3 separate regions of the Sus scrofa genome follow, and all the other regions are linked to region 3. The links are chromatin contacts, called in public Hi-C and HiChIP or PLAC-seq maps. All regions are on one chromosome and are shown on one strand. The core of a region is the stretch at or near the end of the contact, and the rest is flanking DNA. Distances in the headings are between cores, read along the strand shown. Region 1 holds the start of ZFP91 (E3 ubiquitin-protein ligase ZFP91). Region 2 has its middle 40 kb from the start of CNTF. Region 3 holds the start of GLYATL2 (glycine N-acyltransferase-like protein 2).

Evidence for each region. Hi-C and Micro-C count contacts between places; a contact is called where the count stands out from the background. HiChIP or PLAC-seq counts read pairs in DNA pulled down with a chosen protein or histone mark.
Region 1: an H3K27ac HiChIP or PLAC-seq map of alveolar macrophages shows a contact between it and region 3. The contact joins the promoter of ZFP91 here to the promoter of GLYATL2 in region 3. A contact is called at or near these places in 1 of 5 promoter capture datasets (fetal skeletal muscle), 3 of 47 Hi-C or Micro-C datasets (embryonic fibroblasts and skeletal muscle) and 2 of 2 datasets of contacts at active chromatin or transcription factors (alveolar macrophages and skeletal muscle).
Region 2: a contact with region 3 is called in a Hi-C map of liver, with 2.1 times the contacts expected there. The contact joins the enhancer-like site here to the promoter of GLYATL2 in region 3. A contact is called at or near these places in 19 of 47 Hi-C or Micro-C datasets (alveolar macrophages, brain, embryonic fibroblasts and 12 more) and 2 of 2 datasets of contacts at active chromatin or transcription factors (alveolar macrophages and skeletal muscle).

The regions. Positions count from the first base shown.
Region 1 is chr2:12,530,794-12,534,225 of Sscrofa11.1, forward strand. ZFP91 (E3 ubiquitin-protein ligase ZFP91) reads right to left here and starts at 1,488. Exons shown (of 11, transcript XM_021083007.1): 1 at 322-1,488. The coding sequence starts at 683.
Region 2 is chr2:12,453,069-12,456,834 of Sscrofa11.1, forward strand. No RefSeq gene overlaps it. Among named protein-coding and RNA genes, the nearest start is that of CNTF, 40 kb to the right of the region's middle. Within about 2 kb of position 1,458, at least 2 of the 83 cell types and tissues checked have an H3K27ac peak or open chromatin away from gene starts, as enhancers often do. A contact at or near this core is called in liver, where this site is marked.
Region 3 is chr2:12,278,841-12,282,315 of Sscrofa11.1, forward strand. It overlaps GLYATL2 (glycine N-acyltransferase-like protein 2), which reads left to right and starts at 1,253. Exons shown (of 8, transcript XM_005660879.3): 1 at 1,253-1,366. FAM111B (protein FAM111B) reads right to left here and starts at 546. Exons shown (of 4, transcript XM_003353861.3): 1 at 349-546; 2 at 2-51.

The sequences.
Region 1 (3,432 bases), core at 238-2,737, 250 kb after region 3:
CAAAGGGAGCGCAGATGCCAGGGTGGGGAGAAGCCTGAGGCGGCAGGGAAGAGGTGGGTCACTAGGGAGCACAAGGAGTGTATCCCACAACGGAGATTTCAAGAAAAGAAGTGGCTGGACCGGCAGGCGGGGGGGCGGGGGAAGCCAGAGAGGTCCGATAAGACCGCCAGCTAACAAGGAAGCGGTGTGACATCTGGCAGGCGAGCCGACAGGGGGCAGAGCAAGCAGGATGTCACGTGGAGTGGTCGCTACGGGAGCCGAGAGGGTTGCGTGCGGATAGAGGGGGGTCTTTCCCACCGCCTGAAAGACTGCGTTACTCACAGGAGTCGCGGACTCTTCTTGCCCTGAGCTGGAGACGGGGGCTTCGCGGCCTGGGACTGCTGCCCTGGGGCGTCGGGAGGCCTGGCGCTGGGGCTGCTCCTCCGCCGGCGGGGATACTCGGCCTTCCTCCGGCGGGACACAGCGGCAGCGGCGGCGGCGGCGGCCGCCGCAGCGGCCCGGCCCCGGTCCCGACCTCCCCTCAGCACGCGGCTGGTAGTGGTCCCCGCAGGCGCCGCCACCGCCGCCTCCTCAGGGGGCTGTTGTTGGGGCTCCTCCGGAGCCGCCTTGGCCGCCGCCGCCGCCTCTCCCCCTTCCTGGTCCTGCTGCTCCGGGGGTCTCGGCTCTTCCGTCTCCCCCGGCATCGGGACTCGTCCGTCCCCCACCCCCTAATCCCAGGCGGCGGAGGCGGAGGCGGCGGCGGCCGCGACGCTGCTCCCCCCCGCCCCCCGGAGCGTTCGGCTCACTCACTGCGCTCCTCTTTTTCCCCCCCTCCCCTCCGCCCGTCTCCGAGGGCGCCCCCCCCGCCCCCTGCCACTCAAAGCCCGCTACTGCTGGCGGCGCGCGCGCGCCCGCCACAGGCGCACAGCGGGCCAATCGGAGAGGAGGAACAGCTCCTTCGCCCCGCCCCTCACAGTCTCTCGCGCAGCGGCGTACCGGGTTCCCGCCTCCACCCCTTTCTTCAGCCAATCAGGAAACGGCTCCGAGGGAACGCGCGAGGTTTCCTTCCCCGCGCACCCGTTCTCACCGTTAAACGGCTGCGTCTCGCGACAATCCCAAAGTGACCTTTTTTTTTCCCCACCTCCGAAGCTCAACGCGCGCGAGGGGCAGTGGGAGGGTCAGGTCTCGCGAGGAGATTAGTGGGAAGAAAACGCACCTCTTTCCCCTCCTGGCGCGCACCCTGAACTGGCTGCGCGCGCACCTGCCTCCCTAAGGAGCTGCTAATGCCGCAAGGGCTCTTTCTAGCTTTCTTCCTTAAGCCGCGGAAGTAGCCTCGGCGTTCTTCTTCCTCCACCCTGATCCCACTCTCCTGTCTGTGGCCTTTCTGTCCCCAGCGCCGCTAGGTCTTGCGGAGAGAAAGGGGAAATTTTTTTGAGCTGTCGCTTCTCCTTTAAGAAAAAAAGCCCCGTCGGCTGCCGGATGAAAGTCTCTGAAAAAATGGCGGCGGCAAAACAGAGGCGGGGTCGTGAGGGCAAGTAGGGCCCGCCTCTTAGCGCATGAGCATGGTTAACTTTTCCAAAGGCATCCTGGGAAACGAAGTTCGGCTTCTCCTACGCCTTAGGAAGAAAGCTAGGAAACCAGAGGCGGAGAGGCTTCTGGGAGTTTTTGACTGGTGCATGATGGGAAAGGTAGTTTACTCTTTCCGCAGTTAGAATTTGCTCTTCTGGGGAGGTTGTGTTTCCGGGTTAGGCCGCAAGGAGCCTGCGCAGGTCCGGGCACAACTGTTGATCCCGTTGCTGGTCGGGATTGCCTGGCAGGATTTTCCTTGCTTCTTTAACTTGGTGTTGGCGAATCATTTCTAGGGTGGCCACTTAATAGCCCTTACCTTTGTTTGGTTATATGGCACATCGTCTGAGACTGGCTAGCGTTCATATCTGCAATATCCGTCTTCTCCTGTGTCTGACCCACTAACCTGTGAGTGTCTCAAAGTCAAAGATTGATTGTGGTTCCATTGATTCATAGGGGGCTTAGCACAATCACCACCACTCATTTGATTTTTAATAAAAGTTTGTGGAAAGAATTGTAGAATTGTTTTTTTATTAGATGTCGCCGGGGACAAGGAACTGGCGTCAGTTGCTTAACCTGGCTGTGGTCCCTGGGCTGGAGAGAAGGATGAAGGGTTGTTTGCGTGACTCTGGTGACCCACCCAGAAAATTGAAGGCCTCCTTCACACCCCCCGCCCTGAAGCCGTGTGCTTCTGTGGTTTTTACTTGTTTTGTGTTGCACAGGAAGCGTGGTCAGAATAGCAGCTTTGTCAGAAATTACTTTTCTCTCCACCAACATGTGCAACTAAATTGCCCTAATGCATCAAAACGAAGTTTCCATTTGCTCATCTTCAAGTTGGATTTGGTGAGGGTAGTGAGCCTCTTGCGTTCCTTCCTTTCTGACTTTCATCTATTATAATCAAGAAGCGATCTGCAGGAACGATTCTTAACCATGGAAAATAAAACTCCGGAATTAAAAGTCTCCAAAGTAAATGAATAGAAACAAGATCTTGGGATCCAGTTTTAAGTGTCACATGAATCATTCAGTTAAACTGCAGTTGGAGTCCCACATTTGCAAGCCAAGGGCTGAGAACATTATTCCTTCCAGTGTTTTGGTTCAGTTACCACTTCAGATGGGCCAATGTTCATAGTCTTTGTGGAATGTTTCGCACTTTCATGGGGCTACTGGCATTTCAACTGTAAAAACTGTCATAGTGTAGATGGAAAATTTTCAAACCCCCATTTGCAGTGAGCATACTTTTAGAATGGCACTGACATCCAATGGCTGCTCAGAGTAATGCAGAGGTGGGATCTCCTTTATGTCAAAAAAAAAAAAAAAAAAAAAAAAAGTTTTGAGAGTCACAATGGAATGAAATGGAGAACAAATGATTCCTTTAGAGTAACCTAAATAGAGATCACTCTGTTGTAGAGGAAAGATTACAAACTTGGAAGATAAATCTATCTTATAGCAAGTTACAAAGCTACCTACTAATTCTGTTATCTTTAGCAAGTTACTATTATCTATTTCACCACTGGTAAAAATGAGGGTACTATCTATATCACAGAGCCATAGTTTTAGTTCTTTAAATACTGCCTTCTCATATTAGGCTTTTTTTAAATGTTTTATTCAAGGTGAATAAAATCACAGCAGTAAAAAAAAAGTGAAAGTTAATCTCAGTGTGACTTTTCAGAAAAACTGCTATAAGGCAGTAGGCAGGAATTGTGCTTAATTGAGATGTCTGCAGCTTAGAACCTGGTGTCTCAAATCTCCCAGTTTCATTCTTCACAACCCCTATAGTTTGCATTTTGAACCACTGAAATAAACCTGGCCGAGGGAATTAAAATGTAACCTGGTCCTGATAATCCTGTTCTGCCTTTAATGGGTTGACAGTCTATTTAGGAAAGCAGG
Region 2 (3,766 bases), core at 208-2,707, 170 kb after region 3:
ACCGTGAGATTGCGGGTTTGATCCCTGGCCTTGCTCAGTGGGATGTGGATCCGGCCTTGCTGTGAGCTGTAGTGTAGGTTGCAGACAAAGGGGCTATGATCCCATGTTGGTATGGCTGTGGTGTAGGCTAGCAGCTACAGCTCCTATTGGATCCCTAGCCTGAGAACCTCCATATGACATGGTGGCGGCCTTCTCCCCTCCAAAAAAAAGACAGAAAATATTTTCTTAATGTAATTTCAGAAAACTTTGAACCTCAAGAATTTGGTTTTATCATAAAGACTTGCTTGACAGAACACGTTGATTTTCCTTGGACAGATAACCTCTTGGGAATGAAATGATATATGCTCTGTCCTTATGCCAAGAAAGATAAAAATATCTCTGTATGTTTTAACCTGAACTCTGGGACCACTCTGGGCCTGACAGTCTACCATGTATGTCCTGGATGCTTCGACGTTGATCAAGACGTAGTGGATGGGGAGTTCCTGCTGTGGCGCAGTGGGTTAAGGATCCAGCGTGGCAAGCTTTGTAGCTGCAGCTTGAATTCCGACCCCTGGCCCAGGAACTTCCAAATGTCATGCGGTGGCCAAAAAAAATAGAAATAAAAAGTGATGGATGGAAGGAACTTCAATTATCTCTTCTGGGAAGAAGAGGGTGTGTTCCATGATTGGGAAGAAAATAACATGGTTTGGGAGCCGAAAATGGTAGGTTGTGACAGAGACAGTGTTTGTGTGTGCATATAATTTTCCCTTGTTTTATTGTGGCAAAAATCATTGTCTCTTTTTAGAACAGGGAAATCCACATAGTTAAAGACCGTGTCATTATGTACTTGTAGATGGGAACAGTAGCATATGTGGTATGTTGCTTCAGGGCCAAAACGGTTCGGAGTGCTGAAATAAAGAACTCTGAACTAACAGAGTTGTGGGATGGAAGCGCCCCAGATCGCTGATTCACTGTTAGCGAGATCCACCAAAATAATTCCTCCACCAGCAGCTCGCAAGGACATGAAAGAAAAATAAATCTTACTTCTGTTAAGCCAGTTAGATTTGGGGGATTATTTGTTACCTCAGCATAGCCTAGACCACCCTGACTGATACACTTGTACTGTTGGGGGGAAACAGATTTATTTTCGATGAGTCACCTAGTAGTACATCTGCGGCTCATAAGTGCTGTAGAGAAAAATAAGACAGGGAGAGGTTTGGCAATTTAAAAGAAAATTATAGAAAGGAAGACCTCATGAAAAAATGCCATTAGAGGAAAGTCCTTAAGGAGACTATGATGTGGCCATGGGGGAAGAGTTTTCCAGGCAGAAGAAACAAGTGTGGAGTTCCTGCTGTGGCTCAGCTGGTTAAGAACCCAACATAGTGTCCTCCGTGAGGAGGCGGGTTTGATCCCTGGCCTCACTCAGTGGGTTAATGATCCAGCGTTGCCACAAGCTGTGGCCAAGTTGGCAGATGCGGCTTGGACAGAGTGTGCCTGTGACTGGGGCCTGCAGCTGCTGCTCCAATTAGACTCCTAGCCTGGGAACTTCCAAATGCGCAGGTGTGGTATTAAAAAGAGAAGGAGAAGAAGGAGAAGAAGAAACAAGTGCAAAGACCCAAAGGCAGGAGGAAGGCTGTCAGACCAAGGGACAAAGAGACCAGCATAATAAAGGGAAGAGTTGCAGGAATTAAAATCAGAGCAGTAGCAGCGGGCCAATCTGGGTAGGGTCTTCAGGTCTGTGAGAAGACTGTGGCTTCTGTTCTGAGCTGAAGAGCCCTTGTGGGGTTTTGGCCAATGGACGGACCCATGAGACAAATGAGGGGGCTGTGTCGAGAGGAAAGTGTAGGAAGGCCAGGTTGGAAATGGGAGGAGAGAGAGGCCTGGACCAGGTGGTAATGGTTTAGGTGTAAAGTGTTAGGATGCTGTAAAGGCCGAGCCAAAAGGATTTGCTGACTGATTGAACATGGGGTGTGAGGGCCATGAGCATGTACCCTTCAGATCTCCTGCTGCAGGTCATGTAAGTAGCCCAGCAGCTGGTTCCAAAGTCCACACCTCTGTTGCTCAGACGCTGTGTGTTCCAACACTGCTTCTGCCCACAACAGCACAGCAGAAAGACTCGGGGCTCCTCCGATGGGCCGTCTCTCTCAGGCTCCCCTTATCACCTGAAGAGGAGTGAGGCATGAATTTCAGACTGATGGCTCTCCTGGTCTCTGCCATCCTTGCCCCCTTTTTGTCTCTGGATGTCTAATCCAGGTCTGGAGTCTCAGAAGACCTGGACTAAGTTTAAAAAAAAAAAAAAAAAGTAATTCCAGAAGGAGATCTTTGGTCTAATTGCGCTGTGTTGGTGGCAGGAGGAGCGGGGGGTGGGGGTGGGGGGATCTGGCGTTGTCGTCGCTGTGGCTCCAGTCACTGCTGTGGTGCGAATCCAACTTTGGCTCCAGAATTTCCACATGCCATGGGCACGGCCAAAAAAAAGAAAGAAAGAAATTGGATGGTTGAAGATGCCATTTCCTGAACGCATGTATAGGTGAACAACACACCCAAATCCCTACCTGTCTATTCGTACCATGTATTACCTGCTAGGCAATCCGCACCTGTATTACCTGGATGGCTTGGTAGGCAGCCCCTTACAAGAATCAGGACAGGGCTGCCTGCAGACCCCCAAGCAGTCCCTGCGCAGGTCTTCCTCTCAGCCAGCAGAGGGCAGCAGAGGTAGCCAAGGCCTGTAGAATAAGCCCCACTTCTCTTACCCTCTCCCCACCACCGCCACCTCACCCTGGTTTCGGAATGGTGCAAAAAGCAGGAGCCCATCTGTTTTAAGGTATTGAGATTTCAGAGGACTTTAGCCTACTGCATAGGATCCAAGAGGTGTTGCCTAACTTTTATTGCAACCCAACTTCTGGAAACACTGTGACTGCAGCAGCTTATGGCCTGAACACACTTGCCAGGGAGAGAGTGACCCGTGGGAGGTTACTGACTGGCCAAGAAAGAGGTGGGAGTGGACGCTGCAGCAGGGAACAGTGCCAGCCCTTACAGGGGGGTAGTCTCAAATCAAGGACTGCAGGAGCACAGGGAATAATAACGTGGGTCTCATTATACGTAGGTAAGAAATGGGAAAGTAAAGGCATTGCTGAATATTTAAGTGGAAATGTCTGAAAATTGTCCCCCTCTGGTGCCTCCCAAGGTTTTTGGCACATGGTGAGGATTTGATCAACATGTACTGCTTAAATGAAGAAATGAAGGCATCAAAATAAGTAAATTTTTGAAGATAGAATTCTTTTAGCTTTCCACTACTTTTTGTGTCAAAATCATGTATTATGTACACACAACTCTGTTAACACTAGATATGTGTGGAAAGTGAGAATTTTCCACAAGATGTACGTTGTAATGAACATTTTCTATTACTAAAAAAAAATTTAGAAATAAAGACATCTAAATGAACAGTATAGAAGACAAAATAAAACCACAGTGGACTCAGTGGATTTGCCTCCTTTCCCTCTTTTTTTTTTCCTTGTTAGGGTCGTAATTGCCGCATATGGAAGTTCCCAGGCTAGGGGGTCAAATTGAAGCTGTAGCTGCCGACCTTGACCACAGCCACAGCCACACCAGATCCAAACCGCGTAAGCAACCTACACCGCAGCTCACAGCAACACCTGATCCTTAACCCACTGATGGAGGCCAGGGATCAAACCAGCGTCCTCATGGATACTAGTCGGGTTCCTTTCCGATGAGCCAGAATGGGAACTCCCTCCCCCCTTTTTTGACTGGTAAACTCTGAGCGCATTCG
Region 3 (3,475 bases), core at 3-2,502:
CCTTAGACGTCTGGCCAAATAAAGTGCCAGGGACCGGATTTACCCTCCAGTCTGAAAGCAAAACGGACAAAAGTAGGCAAAATCGATGGAACAGTAACTTCCAAGGAACTTACATGCGCCCCCCTCCCTCCCTCCAAAGCCCCACCGCACCTCGGTTGGAACAGCTACCTAGACTATCTCAAAGCCTTTCCAGGTGTAAAACTCTTGAGGCTGGGGAGTGGTTTACCACAACGGGAGGATGCCTCAGTCCCTCTCCCTCCAAAACCTCCTAGGATCTGGACTGAGATCCTTCTAGCTAGCGCCCTTGACAACCATCCCCTAAGAACTCCCACCGGAGGAGCCACTCACAGAAGCTGTGAATCTGCCCCAACAGTGTCTGTGCCAGCCTTGCTGGGATCCAGAAGAGGGGCGATGACGGCGCTTCGCTGAGGCTTCCTGGAATGTTCACCCTAGCAAGTGAAAGCGAGCAATGCGCCAGGGAGTAGACCGTCGGGCGGGAAGCTGCAGAGGCTGTCTGCGCTCTTCCGACAGACACTCATCCACTTTGGAAGCCGATTGGCCGATTCCGGCCTCTGAGCGGGTGCCAGAAAAAGATGGGTGTGGACTGCATCACGCGGGGTAACGGGGAGAGACGTGCCCAGCCGCGCAGATGGCCGTGATTACCCCGCCCCGGTCCTGTTCATCCATTCCCTTCCCACCCTAGGTCCACAGCCAGCTTCCTTGTTCCGGGTCAAACTTGGAGCAGTTATTTCCCTTCATCCCTGCCCGCCAAATCTGCATCTATTGTAGTCGGGAGAGTTGCTGAGCTAGCGAGGGGCGGTAGAGGGAGGAGCGTTCTGCCCGAGGGTCAAATTACACAGTGGCGGCTTGGGGTGGGAACGGTGAGCCCCGGAGTCGGAAGAGCAGGCCCAACAGCCTGGTCGCTGAAGCTGAGTGAGCGGCCATCGCATCCCCTCAGCCACTCCAGGATGGGCAGCAGCAGTGGACTGAGCTTCCCAGGAGAGGCTCCTGGCCCGGAACCTGCGGGGTTGTGGCCGTACACTTCGCCAGCTTCCAGCGCATGAAGTGGCCCAAAGCAGGCGGCAGACTTGGTGTCCCCCGCAAAAGTGACAACTTCATCTAGAGGCTGTTGCACAGAAACTCTCCAACCAGGAGGAAGAGACCAGCAGCTGCCCTCTCGGTTCCCAGAACGTGCATTAGAAATTTCCAGTCCTAAGGGGGCTGCAGCGTTACCCATCTTCCAACTGATGACCAAAAAGTGGGCTTGAGAAAACATTTTACCGTTTAAGAAACTGAACAGGAGGGGGTGCCTTCGTTTTGGATGCTATTTTTGAGAAGCTGGTCAAAGAAGGGGAAAATAGAACTGGTAGGTGATGAGTAACCCTTCCTTTTGAAGTAGAATGGATGTTTATGTAAAGACTGATGGTGTTGGGATACTACTGACAGCTTTTCTGGACTTAATGTAAACTATATACAGAGCAACTGTGATCATTGTTTAAATTCCAGGTGCTCAGTGGGGTTTGGACAGAGTGAACCTTAGAAGTGTAATTGTAAAAATAATATGAAAAGGCTGGAAGAAAAGAGAAAAACTATGATAATTTGATCAAATCACGGCTCTTCTTTAAATCATCTTAAAGTGGTACAAGTGACCGGTACTAACATACACAGAAGGAGGACAAATTTTTGCCCAAGGGGACTTGCTGATTCTCATTTCTTTGTAGACTGGAGATGTTAAAAAAAAGTTATGAAAAGTAAGAGGCGTAGGGGAGGGTGCTGTTGATGTTGCCTGATGTTTCTGAGGACGGAGAATTTGTCCTGGAAAGGATCATAACTTCAGGAGTACTCGTATTTGCCATGGTCACTAAGCAAACTGTAGGTTACGTTAAGGAGTCTGGATTTTATTACAAATGTGAGATTTATTCTAAACAGAGAGTTTGAAGCAAGGGAGTCATATAATCTGATTTTTAAAAAAATCACTGGCAGCTATAAGGGCGACAAACTCTGGGGGACAAGAGTAGATACAGAAGGAGAAAGCGATGAGGGGGAGGTTACCCCAGGTTTCCAGAGATGTGGTAGGGGCAGGCTGCAGTGGTAGTGATGGAGGGGCGAATGCTGTTTTGATGCTGCATTGATTTTGAAGGGCACGTCCACCGGTTTTGTTTATGGATGGGAAGTTCAGGAAAGCAGAGAAAAAGAGGGCTCAGTGATGATTCCTGGGCTTTTGAATGGAGCAACCTGAGCAAGGATAAAGTCTCCATTAACTGGTATGGGAGATCCCAGGCAGGAGGTGTTTCTTCTTCTGCTGCTGCTGCCGCCGCCGCGTGTGTGTGTGTGTGTGTGTGTGTGTGTGTGTGAATTCTGCTTTGACATGTTGATTTAAAGATCCTAATCCATTCCAACTGTGTGACGAGGAGTGAAGTAAAAGCAATCACATTCAATATATGATAGTGAGTCCCCAGGGAGGGTCAGGAAGGGACAGAAGACTGAACATGCCAAGGAATAACATAGACCAAAGTGAAAGAGAGAGAGAGAGACAGAGAAACTTGGACTTATGATGGTAACGATGTTGGCCATTCACTGACAAGTCTATTTGAGGTGCTGTGAAAAGGAAGAGGCAAAAAAAGAATTCAAAGGGCCATAGCTCAGTAGAAGATAAAGAAAAAAACCTGCCTTGTGTCCCCAGATCCTCTGTTTCTTAGGTGACGTTGAAATGTTTACCTCCCAGTGGGCGTCTGCCTACTCGTAATGGCATCCCACCCAGCACAGGATCCTGCCAATCCCCGAATGCTCTGGCTTCCAGAGCCCAGTGGACTGCTGATGCTTGTCACTTCCTATTTACTGGTCATCGGAATAGCACCTGAACCATATGTTTGCAATTGCTGGCCTGATGCCATTTGGGGTGTGTAGCCCAGCAGGACCCTGTGAGGCCTTCCTAGAGGGGTCCCCCACTCATGTCTTCCACCTGCCGTTTTGTCTATAGAAAAACTTTAGTCAAAGAATTCATTTAATCAGGGAAGCGAGAAAATGGAAAACAGCCAAGCAAGACAGAAGAGTAATAGTTCAGCCATTCAGCAAAGTCAAGAACCTTTTGTTCTTCCTCCAGAACTCTAGATAATATTCCGAGCCATGCCCTTGGAACTGTTTTGCAGGTGCTGAAGCCCCCGCCAGGTGGAAGGATCAATTGCATGCTGTCCAGGAGCAGGTAGACCCCAGATTGGTTGGAACCAGAAGGTTGATGACACTGACTCCCAATTACCACCAACCAGTCCGCAGAATATCCCCAAGCTGACCAAGCCCTGCTCCTTGAACCCTGTAAGACTTCTCACTACTCCTTCAAGGGAGTGGGGAGCAGTGGTGGTGGCCACAGTCCTTGAAGCACTAGCCTGCTGTGTTCCCTCTTTGCCTGGCAACTAAAGCTACTTTTTCTGTCTCCTCCAACTCTGTCTCTGCATTCTTCTTGGCGTCAGTGTACAAA